2 separate regions of the Zea mays genome follow, and region 1 is linked to region 2. The links are chromatin contacts, called in public Hi-C maps. All regions are on one chromosome and are shown on one strand. The core of a region is the stretch at or near the end of the contact, and the rest is flanking DNA. Distances in the headings are between cores, read along the strand shown. Region 1 holds the start of LOC100304356 (Pentatricopeptide repeat (PPR) superfamily protein). Region 2 holds the start of LOC541965 (CCAAT-HAP5-transcription factor 59).

Region 1 (5,230 bases), core at 64-2,563, 260 kb after region 2:
CACCCTCCTGCATGTTTTTACATACATCATCTATGTCAACCTCTCTGGAGTCTAGACAACTGAAACCAGCAACCTCTCTGGTGTCTAGACAATTGAGGGTTCATCCTAACCACGTCGTTGAAGTCCTCGTCAAAGTCGCTTTCCTCATCATCGTCGGAGCCGTCATCGTCCTCATCGCCGTTGTCGTCTTCTTGCGCAAACTCTGTGGCGGAGGCCGAGACGAGATCCAAGTCGGCGAAGACCTGTGTGTTGTCCAATCCGATGATAACGTGCTGCACGCATCAATCAACAACAACGACAGATTACCAAGGTGTCACACACCGACAGAGTCATAAGGTGGATGAAACAGGGGAGGAAATCGGAGGCGTCACCGCGATCTTGTCCTCCCCCATGATGCTCTCCAGCAGCGCGTCCTCGTTGTCGACCTCGAAGTAGATATCTGAGCAGGTTACCACACATCAGTTTCAGCAAGGGAAGGTGAAAAAACAGTGTCCCGTCCCGCGGCAAGTTACAATTACAGGAGCTTGTAGCTAGCTGCATTGCATCAAGCGGGGGAGGAGCCTGGTGCGCGCACCTCCGTTCTCGTCGGTGAGGTAGGGGAACTCCGGCAGGATGATCCGCTCGTGCACACCGTCGCCGACGAGCGTGGAGATCATCACCGTCGCCTTGTTGTTCACCTGCAGTTTATGTTCGTGCGCTGATTCTCTTAGCATTTCTTTGTGAAGTGTGACGAGTGGCAGCTGGTGGCAATTGCAATTGGCGAGCACCGAGCAGAGCTGGAGAGTGTGGCGTTATTCAGGTTGGTCAAGTGATTGACCTCGACGATTGTTCGGGCTGACTCGGCGTCGGTCAGGTGGGCCGGCTCGCCGTCGTCCAGCTGCACCGCCTCGGAGATCTCCTCGAACGGGTGGTACCTCCCCCTCGCCGGCTGCTCGTCCATGTGGTCCGGCGCCGACGCGACGGCCCTGCATCATTTGGTCACCAATCAACCAGCAGCTGGAGGCTCAGTCACTGCTCCAAGACATACTTACGTACCGGCAATGGCGGCCACGGCTGGCGCCGGATACCCGGCGCGCTCGCTCATTGTTCCACCAGGCGCGGCAGCGGCAGCGACAGCGAGAGTGGCAGGGAAGGCGACCGTGACACCGGAGAGAGAAGAGACCCGAGCTGCCGGTGGCTCTTGTTGCAACAACGAAGCTGTGACGCGAAGCGACAGGGGGAGCGCGGCGGGAGGAGGGGAAGGTGGAGCACGAGGGGTCCGGCGCTGCAGCGGTGGCAGCCGCCGGCAGCATGGTATACCATGCAACGGAGCCGCGGCGGAGATAGTTTTGTGTGGCGCGGCCGCCTCTCGCTCCCTATCCCCCCAAACCGGAGCTGTCGCGAATAATGCTGTGGGATGACGTCTACGTCGGATCTCGGCCTGGGCTGCCGTCTTCCATGGGCTGAGAACGTGGGTCGCACGTTGCAGCCCAGTCCAAACATTCCTTAGAGTGTACGTTTTTTTTATAGTGGAAGTCTTGATACTTTTGACCCACCCGTGCGTTGCAACGGTACACGATCGTATTTCATGATATTGGTTGGGATTGCAACGGTACACAATCGTATTTTATGATATTGGTTGGGATGATGAGGCCGTACCCACAATACAATCAATGGTTAAGCGAAATAAACCAGTCATATGGACCCTCCCCAAAAATTATCAATAATATATAGATTTAATATCAAAGTGAACATATTGTTTATAGACCAGATATTAAATTGATAAGAATAAATATTACACTTTGTTTTAGCCAAAAGACCGAGAAAGATATGAGTTGAAAAAAAAATCAAATCTCTATTTTATAGAGCTCTCTGTAGCTCGTCCTCCTTCAGCTAACGGGGTGTTACTATATGTGTACGACTTCCTATCGTATTGGGCTTGGTGGCTTCTCACGGTCTATATATGGTGTAATAGCCTTGATAAATTTTAACTCAAGACATTGACTCCATATAAACACACGATATGACTGCTGGTTTTAAAGACCCACAATATCTTCCACTGAACCTATGCTCTTTTATTTTCTCTTAAACACACACATTAAACACATGATTCATGGATAGATAGAACCATAAAGATGTCTCTGGCTATTGCACAATAATCTGACAGAGAAGAAAACATGCCTCAACAATTATCAAACAGAGGCCATGCAGGGATTCATGATGCAACATGCATGAGCCATTCATGAGTTGAACGGTGTCTAGTATCGTCTTGTGTCATGCACGAGGGGTGGTTAATTTCGATCCAGCTACATGAAATAGATGAGATAATGAACCAAATGCTTCAAACAACAGCCATCCATTATGTATCTGTCGTCCATGCTTTGCATCGAAAGGCCACCAACCATCTTTATCTCGTTCCCAACTGGCCTAGCTCTAGCGAAACAGTACACGCTCAACTTCGAATAGAGCTACAATAAAATGCTCGCCAAGGACCCGTCGCAAGCGCGCGACAGCCTTGTAGCTCCTCACTCCTAAGGAAGCACTTCTCATAGCAGCTAGAAATGACTTGTGACGCTTCGTCTCTCTTCTCTGCCACGACGCTCGTGACGATGACGCTCATCATGCTCATCGGCGATGGCAACACTATGTGCCACGCCGTGCGACACCTTGCTCACGCCCCACCCCCCATCGCGCCTGTTGCCATTTTGGGCATTCCTATCGTGCCGAAGCTGTCGATCGTGCTCGTGGCCACCCTTCCACTAATGCTTGCCTTACCGACGGTTCCCGCGGTGGGTGTCGTCCCACAGATCCATGTGGTGTCGAACATCACCGCGCTGCCCCCTATGGTCGGCTGCAGTACCCACCATCATGCCAAAAGTGACGCTGTCGCCAATGCCCGCCGTCGTGCCGAAGGTTGGCGCCTTGCCGCCAATGCCCATCGTCGTGCCTAAGGTTGGTGACTTGCCGTCGATGCCCTCCGTGTGACCCGTGCCTAACCGCCGATGCCCTCCATCCTGGCATCGTCAGTCTCCATTAGATCCCACGAACGCGACACGAACTCGGTGGACAAGCCTGTGAAGAGGCTCGTGGAGTTAGTGAGCCAGAAAATCAGATGTACGTACGTGCGTACCTTGGAGGACGTAGGTAAGTCGGAGTAGCTGGAGAGCGTCGGGCCACCGGCGCCGAGCAGATCCACCACCGCTATCGCTTGAGGGGCCTCGGTACGACTTTTTGTAGCCAAGTTGGTGGACGGATTAGGATGAGTAAAATGGCTCCACCCCACTGCTGCTGAAACCGCTTTCCCTCGTTTCTATGCATGGAAGACGCGACGTGTGTGGGTCTGCTGGAATTGCTTTCCCCGTCCCCTACGGAGCGACGTTCATGGGTTGTTTGGCTCATGTCACGGTGCATTTGGCATGAGACCACTTGCCATGTCGGTCGTTGCTATGAACGAAAGACATGGCGTGCATGGGTTTGTGCCATTTTGTGGGTGACTGAGGCGCGCACGCACAGCGCGGGGCGCGGGTTCGCTGAGGTCGGGAGTGGATAGACAAATTGGATTAGATGCGATCGATGTGAAGAGAATGTGTCTTGTGGGCCATTTCAAACAATAGAAGGGGTTATTTGTAGTAATATGACGCGGGACAACCGTCAAAACTGGTGCTTTCATATAGTAGAGATTAGTACAATGCATATACGCTGCGACGACATGTAAATAATGATTACATAGAAACGAGCAATATATATATATATTATTAACTTTAATATCCCACAAATTGTTTGCCAACAACCATATAAAACTAAACTCGGGATCCGGAGCACCTCCTCCTCTCTCGACTGTTGAGACATGCATCACCGGCACCACCTCCTCCTCTCTCGCGGCTCTTCTTGCCCTGCTTCCTGCAGAGGCGCATGGCGACGGAGAGTCGTGACAACGGTTTGAGGTGCTTGCTGACGGAGAAGGTAAAGACGGTGGTTGGTGAGTCAAAGGCCACCAGGATGAACTGCTCGATGTTCTCTATAGTGGTGCGGAAGAATCTAAGTGAGAGTGGGAGACAGGTAAGAGATGGGAAGTTGAGGATTAATATACGACATCAACATCGAGAGTAGGAGAAGGAAGTGCTCATGTGTTTTTTATGGTCACCGGGGAAAACCCCACCTGAATATATTGATTTGGTAATGCCTTAAGAAGCCATATTATCATAGTAGAAAGAGGAGGGAGTTTGATTAGAGCATTACCACTGTGAACGCACGACACCAAAGGTCAGCCACGGCGGTGTCCTCACGAGTCACGCCACAGTTTGGTACGCCAAAGGGCGGCCTCATCCTTGCACACCTTTGAAGATCACAGATTTCCTTCTCTTCCACAGCATCTAGCAACACAACAACACAAGCGTGTGGAACTACCGGGGGATCGAGTTGGGGGGCGCAGGAGGCCGAGGACATGGGAAGCATCCTCAAGATCATCGTCGCAGATTGCACACGAGGCGTTTGGCACAATGTATTTGCGATGGAGGTTGTTCCTTGTTTGGAGGCGGTCACGGCCAGCGAGCTAGGCGCAGGGGCACCCGGTTGCGACAAGCGAACATGTGCTCCGGAGCCACGACTCCTGCAGAGCTTGCACGGAGGATATGGTACAGTGAGGTTGTGTGGAGCTTGTCGTTGTCGTCCACGAGTGTATAAACCCTAAAATGGGGATTCTAAGACTTTAGCCATCCAAGAAAATAGTATTAGTATTATTCCTATTATTGTATTTTACCATGGAAGCATAAATTCCCTTTTGTGGTTAAAATTATAGATAATCAATAAGCACGAGGCCCGCGAGCCCGGTACGAAGCCCGCTGTTTGGGCCCGGTCCGAGCCCGGTTCTATGCGGGCCTGGGCCGGCCCGGCACGAATAAGCAGGCCAGGCTCGGACAACAAACTAGGCACGGTGGGCTAGCCCGGCACGTCCCGTTTACCTCTAAGTCCGTTAAGCCCACTTTTTTACACTAAAACGTGCTTACCGGCTCGTATAGCCCGCTTTTTCGGCCCACTTTTTCGTGCTAAACGGGCCGGCCTGACCCGTTTAGACCCGCTGCGGGCCGAGCTCGGACAGGAAATTGAGCCCACGTGCGGGCGGCCCGTTTGGCCATCTCTAGTTAAAATAAATACAAAAGAAAGAAAGAAATAAAAAAATGAAGATATTGCATCATGCTGAACTTTTTGGGGTGTGCATATAAATGTGCTTTGATATTTAAACTAAGATGTG
Region 2 (5,256 bases), core at 868-3,367:
AAAAAGGATCCTGATTGATCCTATTTGTGTCGCATTCATTTATAACAAAAAGGATCCTGAAGGAGGAAGGGATCAAACTTCCAGCAGTGATATTAGTGAAGACGTGATAAAAGAAGCCATTGAAAAAAGGTCGTCTTATTTTAGAAAGAACTCTGAGTATGTGTCCTCACATTCTCATTATATGTATAATTATTAGGGATCGCAACGGGTATATACCCTCGGTAATATCATTTCGTACCTGTAAAAAAAACTACACATTGGGTTACACATATCTGCTTGTTGGTACAGAGTCTTACCCATAGTTGTACCCACACGAGTAATTTTACAATTCGGGTAACCATTACTCGCAAAAAAGTCTCAAATTCTAATATACCAATCACTTAAAATGTCAAACAAACATACAAAAATAAGTTCAACTTCAAATTTAACAAATCATATGTTACATAACTTGATAGTTAAACAAACGATAGCCAGATAAGGATTTTCTTTAGCTAAGATGAGCTTTACACCTTTACTAGATGGTAATAGTGTTATGATGCGGGTATATTTTACCCACGGGTATAGGTAGTACCCACCTGTACCCATTTACCCCAGTCAGCTGTCTGTGGTGGGTTTATTTACGTTGGCTACGTTTCTATTATGTGCACTTTAATCTATATTATGTAAATGACTCTAGTTTGTAATATTATTACTTACTCTTTATTAATATTTGAAGCATTGTGACGAGTTATTTATGTAATCATTGTGTACGTGAGTTCTAATCCTGGCACATACATGGTTTGCATTCGGTTTACTTTCTAAAACTGGGTGTGACAATTATATAGAGAACTAGAATCTCAATCTCTTAGAGGCACATTTGACGGACGTAACCCTTCATAGGGTTTTTTAACAAGGAACATATTCGATGTTTAAAGGGGCACTATAATCATGTGCACATTTTAAATCTAGTACATCTATCTCATATCCAATGGTAAAAGATAATTTTATGAAAAACCCTTCCCACTAGGGGAGGTAGGTGGAAGGAGTTTTTATATAAAATTGGTAGTGCTGCTAGATGTAAAATGAATGTTCTAAATTTAAAATGTGCATGTGAGCACAATATCCCTTTGAACACAAGATATATTGCCTTGTTGACGATTTTAATTGTTTTCTTAAGGGCTTTTTAGAGCGTTACCACTAGGTCCTCTATTAGCTCCCCCATACGTAAGATAGGGAGATCCTGTACAATAAATCACGTAAATGGATGCGAAAAAGGATAACCCCTACCCGCGTCGTTACCCCTATCTTCCTCTCCTTTTTTCGCGATCTGCTGGAGCTGAGCCGGTTTTAGGCTCTATTTGTTTCGGCTTCTGCGGCTTCTGCCCACCAAAAGCTGTTGCGGACTGCCAAACGCTCAGCTTCTATAAAATTCGTTGAGGCAAAAACCATCCAAAATCAACATAAACATATAATCGGTTGAGTCATTGTAATAGTAGGAATCCGTCACTTTCTAGATTCTAAGCCCTATGAATAACTTTATCTTACTCCACACGTAATCGTAATGATACTCAGATTCTTCTCACAGCCAGATTCTCCCCACAGCCAGATTTTCAGAAAAGCTGGTCAGAAAAAAGCTGAACCAAACAGGCCCATGGCGATGGCTTTTCCACATCCGCGTTCGCGCGACTGCCTCTTGTGGGCTGTGTAAAATAACTATAAATGATATTGTTTGATATTATCTGTAGAGTGAAGTTTAAAATAAAAATGAGATATATGATTAAATATGGAGATGGCCTAACAGCCTTACGTAAACAGTCCAGTCCGTTTCCTTTCGGCCTTAACACAGCTATTTCGGGCCGAGAAAACCCATGTAGAGCCCGGCCCACTTTACCGCCACTGCTTGATGTGACGCGGTGAGAACACGGGCGCCTCGGGACGGACGATGCCGTCGCGTCGCGATGGTGCGCTGCGCGCCTCTACTCCTCCGTGGCTTCGTGCGTTCAATTTGCTTGTGGAACGTGGAAGAAGAGCGAGAACGCCAAACGAGAAAAGAAACCCAAGCCTTCGCCATCAAAAAAAAAAGAAAAAAAGAAAAAAAAGAGCAGAAAAAGTAGAGTAGACTACGACAGCGTCCGGCGAGGAGGCGGAGGCGAAGATGAGGAAGAAGCTCGGCACCCGGTTCCCCGCGGTATGTTTCGCCCCTCCAGCTCCCGTCACCCGCCATGCTCGTATCCTCTCTCGTTCTGATCCGCCGCGCTCGCGCGCGCGATCTGATCTGGGTCGCCGCGCGCGGTGCAGATCTTCGCTCTTGCGGGCGGGATCCGGTGGACGCCGGCCGTCGTTAAATCGCGGCTTCGCTGTTTCGTTACGTGGGCGGGGATTTGGCTGGCTTCCACGGGGTGACGGCGGGCTCGGACTCAGATCGGCTCCTGTGCTCGCCCGCGCGCGCGCGCGTGCGGAAGTAATTTCGTTTTTTTTTCCGTTCACATTTTTGGGGTCTGCCGGATTCTCTGTGCTCAACAGAGGACGTCGAGAATTTCTGATCCGGTTTCTGCGCTCGTGTTGTGTTCAACGGATGGAGAGATTTGTGGGCGCTCGCAGCTGACTAGGTTAGTGCTGTTGACGTTTGGTTTGTGTTTTGGGACCTTGTGTTTTAGTCCGTGTGATCGTTGACAGACTGATGTGACCTCTACGCGCCGCTGGTTATCCTCAATCGCGCTTGGCTTGGCGTGTAGATGCAAGAGATGCGCTCCATCCTGCTGTCGTGCCTGTGGTTTGGTTGCAAGGTCTCCAGATCATGTCAGCAATTCAGCATATATCGCAGGTTCCATGTATTTCTGGGGATACTCAACATGTGATCTGGTGCATGAGTGCTCATGCAGTGGAATTCGTGTGCAGCCTTTATCATCGGGTTTTATTATGGTCTGGTAGAGTTTGAAACTACATTAACTTCCACTGTTGTGTTGGTCAATATGTCTTTGGTGAGGGAACTATTCTTGGGAACGGCCAGGTCTGATGTAGGATTTAGGCTCAGGTGCCTTCCCTTGGTTGGAGTTCCAAGATGCGAAAGATGTTCTGAATTACTCCCTCCGTCCAGGAAAGAATGCAATTCTAGCAGTCTCGTGTTTTAGTATATTAAGTTTGACTAATTATATATTAAAAAATATCAATATTTATGATAGCAAATAAGTATCATTGATAATTACGAAATGTATTTTCATAACAAATTGATATGAAGCCATAAATGTGAATACTATTCATAAGAAATTTGGTCAAACGTGAATTACTTTAACTGGTGTGCAACCTTTAGTTACATATTACATTTTTTCCCGGAAGGAGGAAGCAATTATGCCGCCATGTTTGTCTGTTTGATTGTTCTGAGGTCTCCTGAACATGCCAGCATTTATTCCTTGAGATTATAACCCCTGGTGTAGCGCTCAAGCAGGGCTGTTTGCGGATCACAGTATTTGTTTTATGCCTTCAGGTTGGTTTTGAATCTTCAAAACCTCTTATTGTTGTTCCCTTGTCATGGAACCGCCGCTAGTTGAAGTTCCAAGCTAAACACACCTGTATGATTTGCAGTGCAGATGCATATTTTGTTGTATTTAGCTGAAAAGATAATTTCTGGGTTGTGGCATTTGCTCTGTTTTTCATGAAACAGTTTCTTTGATGTCTGTATTGATTACCAAAGTTTCGGGTTGTACTTATGTTGGTATATCTTTTCTAGATGTTTTTTGAAATATATAAGTTATAATGTCATGAAGTTGTCCCTAACTATGTTCTGTATTATAATAGGCTCGAATCAAAAAGATAATGCAAGCAGATGAGGATGTTGGAAAGATTGCACTAGCAGTTCCTGTTTTAGTTTGTAAGTTTTGCAAGAATCATTGTGCTTTTTGTATGTATTATGTACATATCTGTGTTTTCTCACAATAATCTAGTATTTCTACTTAAACTAGCATATAGTACGTGCTAATGTCAGGACCTAAGGAGGCCCACAGAGGGGCTGCGGTAGCAGCAGCCATGGGCCCTAAGGGGGATTAGATAAGGATAGTTAGAGATAAGATTAGAAGATTAGTTGAGATTATTTAGGAGATTAGTTGAGATTATCTAGGAAGGTTATCAGTTAGTAGTTTGTTGAGAGTTTTTAGGAGATAAGGATCTCTAGCTAGATAGGGGCAGCCAACTGGCCTATTTATGTAATCAATGGATGAGAAATAAAGCAGACAAGAATTAGAAGGGAGAAACCCTCCTCTTGCTCGGCCGTGGGCAGAGGCCCTCGGCCGGCGCCCTGTGAACAGTAACCGCGAGTACTGTTCACGCATGAACAGTACCGCACCGCCTCCACCAGCAGCTCCAACCATCGAATTCCCTCTCCAATCCCTCACCGATCTAGCGACCATAACAGCTAACACTACGATCGCAGAGGGGGGAGATGAGGGAAGGGGTCGGCTGCGGCGACACGAGTGAGAGAGATGGGGAGGGGCGATGGGGTCACGGTGGGAGGGGGAGGCTGGAGGCGGCAGGGTCGGTGGTCGAGGGACGGATGAGGGCTGAGAGATGATCCAAATAATATTGTCCATTGGCCTACTAAGAGACAAAATATCCAACAACTAAGTGTCACAGAGATGCGTATGGTGCGTTGGATATGTGGGCACACAAGATTGGACCGAGTGAGAAACGATGACATACGCAATCGGATACGAGTAACGCCAATTGAAAAAAAAGCTTATTAAACACCGGTTGAGATGGTTTGGGCATGTCCACCGGAGACCCCCAGAGGCAGCGGTGCATAGAGGCATCATAAGATAGGACAATAATGTGATGGGAGGTTGAGGGCGGCCAAACTTGACATGAGAGGAGGCTATCAAAAGGGACTTGAAGGAATGGAATATCCCAAAGGAGTTGGGTTTGGATAGAAGTGTTGGGAAAGAAGCTATCCACGTGCCCGAACTGTGATTATGTCTTTTCCCTTTTAGTTCTCTCAAAAGCTTTCCCCCCTCCCCTTTCTCTCTCTCTTTTTGGTGACTTCTTGTTGGGTTTCAACTCTAGCCTACCCCAACTTGTTTGGGACTAAAAGACTATGTTGATGTTGATGTAGAGGGGGTTATACAACGATCTAAACTGTTGGTTTTGATGATATGTTAAGTCTGGGTGCAATTTGTTTGGTGGATTTAGTGTAGGTTATGAGTCTGTGGATGATTTGGTTGGGGAGTTTTGCAAAGTTTAAACTGGTGGATTATATAGTGGTATAGATAAAACAATAAAAAAGGGTTG

Evidence for each region. A called contact is a pair of places that touch in the nucleus more often than the background predicts.
Region 1: a contact with region 2 is called in a Hi-C map of ear, with 2.5 times the contacts expected there. The contact joins the promoter of LOC100304356 here to the promoter of LOC541965 in region 2. A contact is called at or near these places in 5 of 25 Hi-C or Micro-C datasets (ear, leaf, root tip and 1 more).

The regions. Positions count from the first base shown.
Region 1 is chr4:197,237,061-197,242,290 of Zm-B73-REFERENCE-NAM-5.0, forward strand. LOC100304356 (Pentatricopeptide repeat (PPR) superfamily protein) reads right to left here and starts at 1,314. Exons shown (of 11, transcript NM_001165794.1): 1 at 1,036-1,314; 2 at 818-965; 3 at 575-677; 4 at 372-439; 5 at 111-272; 6 at 1-7. The coding sequence starts at 1,292. It overlaps LOC111591485 (U2 spliceosomal RNA), which reads right to left and starts at 1,811; the gene lies at 1,609-1,811. It also overlaps the pseudogene LOC109945901.
Region 2 is chr4:196,979,657-196,984,912 of Zm-B73-REFERENCE-NAM-5.0, forward strand. It overlaps LOC541965 (CCAAT-HAP5-transcription factor 59), which reads left to right and starts at 2,118. Exons shown (of 6, transcript NM_001111619.1): 1 at 2,118-2,167; 2 at 3,775-3,847. The coding sequence starts at 2,135.